3 separate regions of the Gossypium hirsutum genome follow, and regions 1 and 2 are each linked to region 3. The links are chromatin contacts, called in public Hi-C maps. All regions are on one chromosome and are shown on one strand. Each heading gives the region's core, a stretch centred on a gene start, on an enhancer-like site or on the middle of the called end of the contact. The rest is flanking DNA. Distances are from core to core; before and after follow the strand shown. Region 1 holds the start of LOC107929649 (UPF0496 protein 4). Region 2 has its middle 12 kb from the start of LOC107929054. Region 3 holds the start of LOC107933968 (putative disease resistance RPP13-like protein 1).

The links. Hi-C and Micro-C count contacts between places; a contact is called where the count stands out from the background.
Region 1: a contact with region 3 is called in a Hi-C map of leaf, with 2.4 times the contacts expected there. The contact joins the promoter of LOC107929649 here to the promoter of LOC107933968 in region 3. A contact is called at or near these places in 5 of 34 Hi-C or Micro-C datasets (callus, hypocotyl and leaf).
Region 2: a Hi-C map of leaf shows a contact between it and region 3, with 2.7 times the contacts expected there. The contact joins the enhancer-like site here to the promoter of LOC107933968 in region 3. A contact is called at or near these places in 2 of 34 Hi-C or Micro-C datasets (both in leaf).

What each region holds. Positions count from the first base shown.
Region 1 is chrA08:107,139,888-107,142,887 of Gossypium_hirsutum_v2.1, reverse strand. LOC107929649 (UPF0496 protein 4) reads left to right here and starts at 1,329. Exons shown (of 1, transcript XM_016861140.1): 1 at 1,329-2,270. The coding sequence starts at 1,329. The coding sequence ends at 2,270. It overlaps LOC107929682 (agamous-like MADS-box protein AGL15), which reads right to left. Exons shown (of 8, transcript NM_001327305.1): 7 at 2,954-3,000; 8 at 2,742-2,808. The coding sequence ends at 2,742. It overlaps LOC107929634 (a long non-coding RNA gene), which reads left to right. Exons shown (of 3, transcript XR_001692868.2): 3 at 1-68.
Region 2 is chrA08:107,861,923-107,864,757 of Gossypium_hirsutum_v2.1, reverse strand. No RefSeq gene overlaps it. Among protein-coding and RNA genes, the nearest start is that of LOC107929054, 12 kb to the left of the region's middle. Within about 2 kb of position 1,512, at least 9 of the 9 cell types and tissues checked have an H3K27ac peak or open chromatin away from gene starts, as enhancers often do. A contact at or near this core is called in leaf, where this site is marked.
Region 3 is chrA08:107,569,259-107,572,451 of Gossypium_hirsutum_v2.1, reverse strand. LOC107933968 (putative disease resistance RPP13-like protein 1) reads right to left here and starts at 1,908. Exons shown (of 3, transcript XM_016866289.2): 1 at 1-1,908. The coding sequence starts at 1,487. It overlaps LOC107933956 (a long non-coding RNA gene), which reads left to right and starts at 1,978. Exons shown (of 2, transcript XR_001693770.2): 1 at 1,978-2,678; 2 at 2,969-3,193.

The sequences.
Region 1 (3,000 bases), core at 80-2,579, 430 kb after region 3:
ACCGTATTTTGTCTTAAGAAAGTCAATGGATTTTAAGATACATTTCCAGGGAGGAGAATCAATGTGCTGACTATCTTGCCAAATTGGCCTTTGAAACGGAAAAGGATTTACAACTGGTAGAGACCCCTCTAAATGTAGTGTTAGATTTCCTTAAAGTTAATAAAAGAGGAATTTTAGTTCCTCTCGAATAGTTCATATAATTTAATTTTGTTATGTTTGTTTTCAACAAAAAGAAATTAGCTCATATCATAGGAGTTTAATTTTCATTGGCCCAACTACTTTATGATGGGATTCAGAAGCAGCAAGCCACGAATGGAGTTTTAGTACATCGCGACAGAATGGGTCGGCCACCAAACAAGTTGGGGGCAATCGAAACGAACCCATCGTTGTTCTCTTTGTATCTATTCTTCTTTCAAAAGTTGTTTAGGATATTTTGGGAAATTTTCCTTTTTTTGGTTTTTGTATTTATTCAATGATGCTGAATAATAATGACTCCACGAAATGATCCAAACGCAGGATTCAGTATGGCGTGTTGAATGAGGTTTACCATCTTTATTCCACAATTTCCCCATGTCTTGACGTTCCACTAATTTCCTCAACCCCAAAAACAACATCCACCCCATCTTTCATTAAAATAGAGTATTAAAGAATTATAAAACCCGTGGAATTCATCCAACACGACTGCCGCCATACAAGTTGCGATGATAAAGCCCAGTAGAAAGCCTTTATAAAAACGTTTCAAGTGCAATTGTCTTGAAACCCTATTGGTCAATGGTCCCTACACAAGGCTGTGCAATCAATCACTTTACTTACCGTGTAAGAACAGAAACCTACAGCTAAGTCCTACTTGTCCTTTTTAATCAACTAGATCAACGGACAATATTAGTTGCCACTTTATTGCATGCATCACCCATCATCAACATACACCCCTTTAATTAATTCATGTGTCTAATCCTTAACAAAAAGATTATCGAAAGTAATCAACAACTAGAAATATTTGTTAAATTCAAGGACTAATATGAATAAAAAATTATTTAAAGACCAAATTAAAAAAATATCATACCTGCCCTCTCCCCCAAATTGTGCTTACAAAACCGTGTTTCGCATACACTAAAATAAAAACAGGATAAGAACATTTGACTACAACTAATATGGTGGCCTATTGTTTTGCAACATGTTGCTGTTTTATGTTGAGCTGAAGCAACACCAACCTCTTGACTTTCCTTCTTTCTATAAATAAAACAAATTTCAAACAATCTTACCCAAACTCAAACGAAACCTTATCAACAAAACTAAACCCAAAAAACCTTCTCTTTTTGTTGTCTTCAATGGTACTCTTGGTACAAAGGCTTAGTAAATTATACCACAAGCTGGAAAATCACTACCACCACCACCACCACCACCAAGCAGAGGTTGATGCTTTGTCAGCCTCTCTACAGGCTTTTCGGTCTGATGTTTCGAATTGTGTGAATCAGTTGTTGCATCCAGAACCTGGTTCAGAAATCTTGTCTTTTTCATGGATTCAGCGATGTTTTGAGTTACTTCCTGTTATCAACAAGGCGTTTTTGAAGCTGGTTGGGGATATAGACTACCCCATGAGCTGCTGGGATGTTGCTTCCCTCGATGAGTATCTTAACTACGGCTTGCATTTACTGGAGCTTCTCAACTGTGTTACTTCTTCTCTTTCTCACTTGGCACAGGCTCGGCTTTCCTTTGCTCATGCTTTGAACCTTGTGGAGAGTTCACCTTCTACGGCGATTGAACATCTCAAAGCAATCCAGTCCCAAAGTTCAAGCAAGGACTTAAAGGAACTGGTGAGAAACAAGGAAGGTGGTGAGGGGAAATTGTCTTCTTGCAAGGAAAGGGTAGTCCATGAAGCTTTGATGGAGGTAAAGAGTGTTGGGTTATGGGTATTTGGGGTTGTTTTGGCTACCTTGTCTGGAGAGACCAAACCATACTTGGAGATCAAACAAGTGATTGTCAGGTTCAATTCTGCTTTGTTAATTGATGTAGATTCATGTGTTTTTAAGGTTATGGTGGAGAAAGGTGAGACATTAAAAGAGGTTAAGGAGCTGAACAGTGCAGCAAATTCCCTAGTATCAGCAATCCTTTCTGGTAAAACCAGTGTTGCAGCCATGGATTTCGGTGGAAAGTTAGGTGTTTTCGAGAAGGAGATGGATGCTTTAGAAAAGCAAGTGGATGCCCTGTTTTCGAGTGTATTGGCAGCCAGAAATGAACTGCTTAACGGTGTTCGGCAACGCAAGCAATAACATCAAATCCCCAGTTTCTTATGTAAATAGAAGAAAAAATATGCACATACAGATTTGTGTGACATTTTTTTTATATATTGTATCTTCAAAATTATTAATGGAAATAGAACAGTTTTTCTTGCTAAAGTCCGAAAATAGAACAAAATTTTCTGAGTCACCAAATGAAACCTGAACTGCAACCTCACTAATTCATGTTGGTAATGGGAAATTGCAATGGAAAGCAAAACTAGGACCATTTAGATACAAAAAGGAAAGCCTATTTGCGAATATCCTCGCTCTTTCACCTAAAGTGTATCCATTACCTGAAAAGAAACATCTATAACTTCACTGTGTTTACTTCTGTAATTTGGACAAATGGTTCTTTAAAAAACTACCAAACTAGAGTCACTTGTAGCATATCCATATCTTGGTTTTGTCATCCCCAATAGAGAGGCAAAGGGAACAGTATTAAGGAAAGAATCATATTGGCCCCTATTGGCTCTCTGAGTCATTGGAATGGCTTTCAGGTTTCTTTATCTTGTGATGATCACTAGGCAACCTGATATCAAAGAGAGACATTGTATGGGACTAAACAATACAGTAAAAGATTTGACTAAAATAGTATGATAAGGGCAATACTTTGATAATAGTATAACTCAGTTCTTATTGTTTCCCAAGTGTTCCGAAACGTAAGAAATACATACCCCAAATACAAGGTCGTGTCTGAATCTCCCTTTTCAAGGTTGCAAGC
Region 2 (2,835 bases), core at 263-2,762, 290 kb before region 3:
AGCCGGTGGGTGATAATACAGGCGAGCAGTCTGGGGGCAGTGAGAATGAAATCTTGCGACTATTCTCACCCCTGCATCCAACATCTCTGTGTACTTCCCCATTACTTGTATCTCTATATCCTATAAATTTCTTCACAAAAGAATGAAAAAAAGGAAAGAAAGAAAGAAGGAAAAAAGAAATAAATGTGGCGCTAAAAAACGTCCCAAGGTAATGCTCCCATGTAACGGGAAAATGGAATTTGATGTTTGGTGCAAGAAAGAGGAGGCGGCCTTTGATATTTATATATTCAGAAATGTTTGGTTTAATGGTTTCGGGGTTCTTTCCTTTCGGTTTCAAGCCAGCTCACATTTTCCACGCTATTCCAAGTTAGGTGGAATGAATTTCAATATCTGCCCCTACATTTTACTATATTTGTGATCTTAGTCTGTAATAATTTGTTTTCATTTAATTTTAGTATTCTTCTACTTCACAAAACAACAGTTTTTGCTCCTCATGATTCATTACTCTCTTTCTACTTCAATTCTAGTAATTTAGTCTTTTTATTTCTTCTTTTCTGATTTTATAACTGAATATCAGTTCACCACACCGGTAAAGGATTCCTGTAAGAAAAAAAAGTAACCATTTTCTTTTTTCTTCTTCATAATAATATTGCATGATATTATTAGGGGTGACCAAAACTCGATTCGATTTTGAAAAACTTGATAAAAAATTCAAATTTTGAATTAAAAAGTTCGAGTTTTTTGAGTTAACCAAGTTATTCAGATCAATTCAAATAAAAATTTAAGTTTTTCGGTTTAACTTGAGAATTATACAATTTGAATTATCCGAAATCTGAATAAGAAAAGGCAAAACTATGTTGTTTTGATAAATATTTACTCATTAAGCTAAAAGGCAAAATCATTATATTGTTTATGTACTAGATAAATAATCAATCCATATAAATGCAACATTAAGTATAAATAATAGGATTTATTAACTCAACTCGATTTGACTCGAAATTTTTTGACTCGATTTGATTCAATTCGAAAAAAAATTTAAATTAAGTTCGATTGCTAAAACAGGATTTGTCAACTTGACTAACTCAAATTTTTTTTACTCGACTCGGTTGAATACTCATTCCTAAATATTATAACCCTAATTTTAAAAACGGAAACCTTACGGTCCTAGATTCAACCATTTTTATTGTTTATTTGATCCTCTACATGTGCAACATTCACCATTAGAGAAATTTCTTTTAATGCCACACTATCCAATTTACGAAAATCCTTTTTTAGTTTCCATGCCATTATGTTGGAGCTGCAAAATAGTGTTTGTTTTTGGAATTGAATGAAGAAAACTGTTGTAGAAATTAGTGGAAAGAGTGGTTTAGAAAGAAAAAAATAAAAATACAAGGACTTGAATGCAATATTCATTTTTTTTTGTCATTTTGCCCCCAACTATATCGCATAAAGATCACCAATCCGAGCAAAGTGGGGACAGAGTCAGAGACAGGGAATCGTATTTAATGATAAAGTCAAATAAGGCAAAAGGCGCGTCAGATAACGAAGTCAGACAGTCATTGAATTTATGCGCGGCGTGGATACTTCGCCGCGGGATGTTGTTCCAATTTTCTAATTTTGCCCTTGTGATTTTTTCCTAATCATCTAATCGCCCTTCATTTTTCTATTATTTATTTATTTGTAATTTTATGGTTACCTAGCAGGATGATCACGTGGCTGACTGGTTCTACCGTGGCTTGCCGTTGCCCCACCAGCCTATTTTGTTTTTTTATTTCTTAAAATAATCCAATAATAGTAAAAAAAATAATTAACAGGAGCACTGTTTCATACATTTAAAAAATGTTAAAATTTTATTACACAAATTTTCAAGTATTATTTTGTGTCACAAAATTGTTTGGTACTAGTATTATATCCCCGCTACGCAGGGTGTTAAAATTTTTAGTTTAGTTTTAAAATTTAATTTTAAAATAACTTTTTTATTAAATTATAATTCTCTAGAATTGAATGTGTGAATTTTAAATCAAGAGACCAATTAATGCTTAGATGAATTATTTTAAATATATCATTTTAAATCAAGAGGTGAATTAACTATTTAAATACATTATATAAGAATAAACAAAAAAAATAGCAAGTAAATAAATTATTATTATTTCTTTGATACAATATTAGGAGTAGGGGATGGGGGTTACAGGATTCAAACCTGTGCTAAATAGGTGTGAGCGTTCGATCGAGTCGAATGAAAAAATTTTGAGTTAATCGAGTTGAAGAATCATATTTTATCATCCTAATTTGATTTGAAATTTTCTCGAATCGAGTCGAGTGAGATGGAATTCGAATCAAATTGAATCGAATATATTTGTTCGAGTTAAATTTTAAAAAATAATTTTGGGTCCTTGTAACTACTGTCACCCATCGTAATAAAATTTGTCCACCGTAATCAATTTTTTTATTACCTTTCATCACCTCATAATTTATTTATTAATCTTTTATATACGGGTTAGCTTCTTTGCTTGTTTAGTTGTTTCAATTATCTTCATATTCTTGTCACTATATATATTTGGAATTTAAAAATATATTAAATGTAAAAATGTGATTTTTTAATAAAAGTTATTTTAAAGATAAAATGTGAAATTGATACCGATATAAAATTTTAACACGAATATTTTATAGCATCATTAATAATTCAATTTAAATATAAATATTCAATATGACTAAACAATTCAATAATATAAATAATATAAAATATGAAATTTAATTTAATAATATAAATAGTAGATATAAATAAAATTATTACTATTTGTGTTTAGGGATTTTTTTTGGATAATTTTAATTTTT
Region 3 (3,193 bases), core at 659-3,158:
CAAGATTTACTAACACATGATTGTTGAAAAAAGGACCTTGATAATAAATCATGAAAATACTCAGAACCCAAGTCTTCCACTTCCTTCATTCCCTTTGGTTGATGGATAAAACCTTCAGCTATCCATAAATGAACTACTTCATCCTTTTGAAATTCATAGTCCTTGGGGAACAATGAACAGTAAGCAAAACATTGTTTCAAATGAGAAGGAAGATAATAGTAGCTCAACCTCAGGGCTGGTAGAATATCACAATTTTTTTCTGGTAAATCCCATATCTTGCTATTCAGTATATCTTCCCATTCATGATAACCTGTCTTGCAGCGCAATAGGCCTGCAAGGGTTTTCACAGCCAAAGGCAAGCCCTTACACCTTTTCACAATTGCCTCACCAACTACTTTTAAATTTGGATGATTATCAAAATTTGTACTCCCTAAAGCATGTTGTGCGAACAAAGACAAACAATGATCATACGACATTTCTTTCAAATCGTAAGCAGAAACAGTTCCCATCATTGATGCAACTTGTTGATTACGGGTTGTAACTATGATTTTACTTTCTGGAGAACCTGCTTCAAAAGGACTGCGAAGAGCCATCCAGTCGTTATAGTTCTCGTTCCAAACATCATCTAGAACTATCAGAAATCTATTCTTAGACAGCTTCTTCTTCACTTCAACTTGCAGCTCGTTCAAGTCATTCTTATCTGAAGCCATTGAAGTCAATGATTCTAACAACGTTTTCATCACCCTAACAATATCAAATTCCTCAGAAACACAAACCCAAGCTCTCAATTTAAAGAAAGTCTTAACTCTATCATCATTATAAACGAGCTGAGCAAGAGTAGTTTTCCCCAAGCCCCCCATTCCAACTATGGGAATCACACGAACCCCACCCTCACATGATTCTTCCTCCCCGAAAAGACGTTTATTAATAATGAAGTCTTTATCACTCTCCCTGCCAAACACAAGAGATTTATTCACTAAAGAAGTACTGGCAATCCTTCGCTGCCCCCTATTACGGCTACCCCCAATTCTTTCTATCAAACCAAGTTCATCTTTCTGCTTAACAACCTTTTGCATTCTTGCGGTTATCTCCTTTATTTGAGCTGCCAATGAGTATTTAAAAGTAAATTGATCGAAAAAGGAATACATGTATTTTCGTATCTTGCCGATGATTGTTTGACTTTCTTCCTTTGACTTTTGACGCAGAGCCACCGTGGAAAAATCATCAAGCACATCCTCGAGATCGTAGGCCAAGTCTTTGAGTTCGTTAAGCCATATCTTAACGAGACGCTCAGTGAACTGCCTATCCTCTGCATCTTCGAGCACGGCCTGGATCTTGAGGAGAATGGTTTGCCAATTATTGAAATGGTTATGGAGCTTTTCTTTGCTAGCAAACTCCAGCAACATAGGGGAGACCAGTTCCTCGGACAAAGTCTCAAGGAGAGAAGAGATAATGTTCTCAACCACCACAGCGGTTCCACAGTCCATGGAACGGAAGCAGAATCTTTCGATCGGAACACAAAAAGGCGATGATGGTAGTAAAAAATAGAGATGGCCCACAAAATTAGGGACGACTGAGCAGGAGTTAAAGTAGAAAGGGCGAAGAAGGAGGCGTGCTTGCTTTACTTTTAACTCTTTTTGAATATAAAGGAAGCTCAAGTTTTAGTGGGTGTACGAAAAGCCACTTTTTATATATATATATATATATACAAGTACTGTAGGCTGTATGAATTAACCAAGGATTGAGTTAAACAGCCATGGTTGCCGCTCACTGGAAATGAAATCTCTGTGTTTCGCCTTCATAATAAAGTTATGATAGGTGTTGAATAAATTGAGGAATCATCTGCTTCGTTCTCAAAGTCAATACAACTGATGGATAAGTTTTTAGTACAAAAATTAGGTTTTGGCAAATCTAAATGTTAAATAAAAATTATAAGGATAATTTAAGCTTCTTGTCGGAAAGCAGAAAGGAATCTCAAAGTTTTTTTTTTTTTTTTGTAAAAAAAACATAACTAAACAAAATACCTAAGCTACCCCGCGGTTCCAATAGTTTCCTAAAGGAATCTAAATTTAATTTAAGGTAAACTAGTCAATCTGTATGATGCTTTTCATTTTGTTGATAAAAGAAATTTTTGTAATTTCGTTATTTACATTTTAGAGTAATTTTATTTTAATCTTTTTTTTTTTGAAAAAGAGTCTGTTTATTACTTAGGTTTGAAAAACTAACTAGAGAAGTCCATTGCAGTCTCAAAACAAAATATAAAAAAACCAAAAACGGGAAATAACAAAAAGAGAGAAAAACTAAAAAAGGCATGGTCTTCTCCATCCAGCAATCTTTCAGACTCTTTGCGTGTCTACAATCCCTAAAAATAAACGGCTAAATCTTCCAAATTCCGACAATGAATCGCCCAGAAAAAAAAGCTGTTGAGACAAGCAACCATATTTCGAAGTTTTTCAACTCAATCGATATCACAGAGAAGAAATTATGGAGGTCGACTGAACCAACGATTAGAATCGACCACTTCTAAAGCTTTTAATGGCGCATCTTCAACCCAGAACGAATCTCCTTCAGTTCGTAAAGCTTCAACAGCCATTGTATGCACTGCTCTATTCCCTTCTCACGCAATGAATTGAAATCGACAGAAATGGAATTTCCTCGCCAGATTCTTCGCGTCCCAGGTAAATGGTTTGGATTTCGAGTAATCCTCGCTCGTTTGTTGAATATTTTGAACAACCAGTCTTAAATCACTCTCAAGAATAGCATCTGTGAATCCCAAATCCAGTTCAAATTAGAGCATATGTAGAACAACAAACGCTTCAGCAATCACCATTGAACGAACCAAGTTATGACCTTTAAACCCCGACCCTATTATAAAACCTTTTTCTTTTCTAATAAGGAAACATGAAACTGCACGTTTTTTGGCAACAGAAAGTCCCGCATCTACATTAATTTTCACCCACCATTGCAGAAGGGGCATCCATTTTACCATGGATCGCGGCTGAGGATGCTTCAAATTCAAAGCGCTACCTTGATACTCCAAACCAAAACCCCTAATGAAGGTAACAATCTCCTTCGAACTTTGCATCTTTTTCTCATGTACAAATTTGTTTTGAGAGAACCAAAGTGCCCAAATTGTTATGGCAATCACATCTTTTCTTGTTACTAGCTGAATTCTTCAAAAGCCAATTCAACC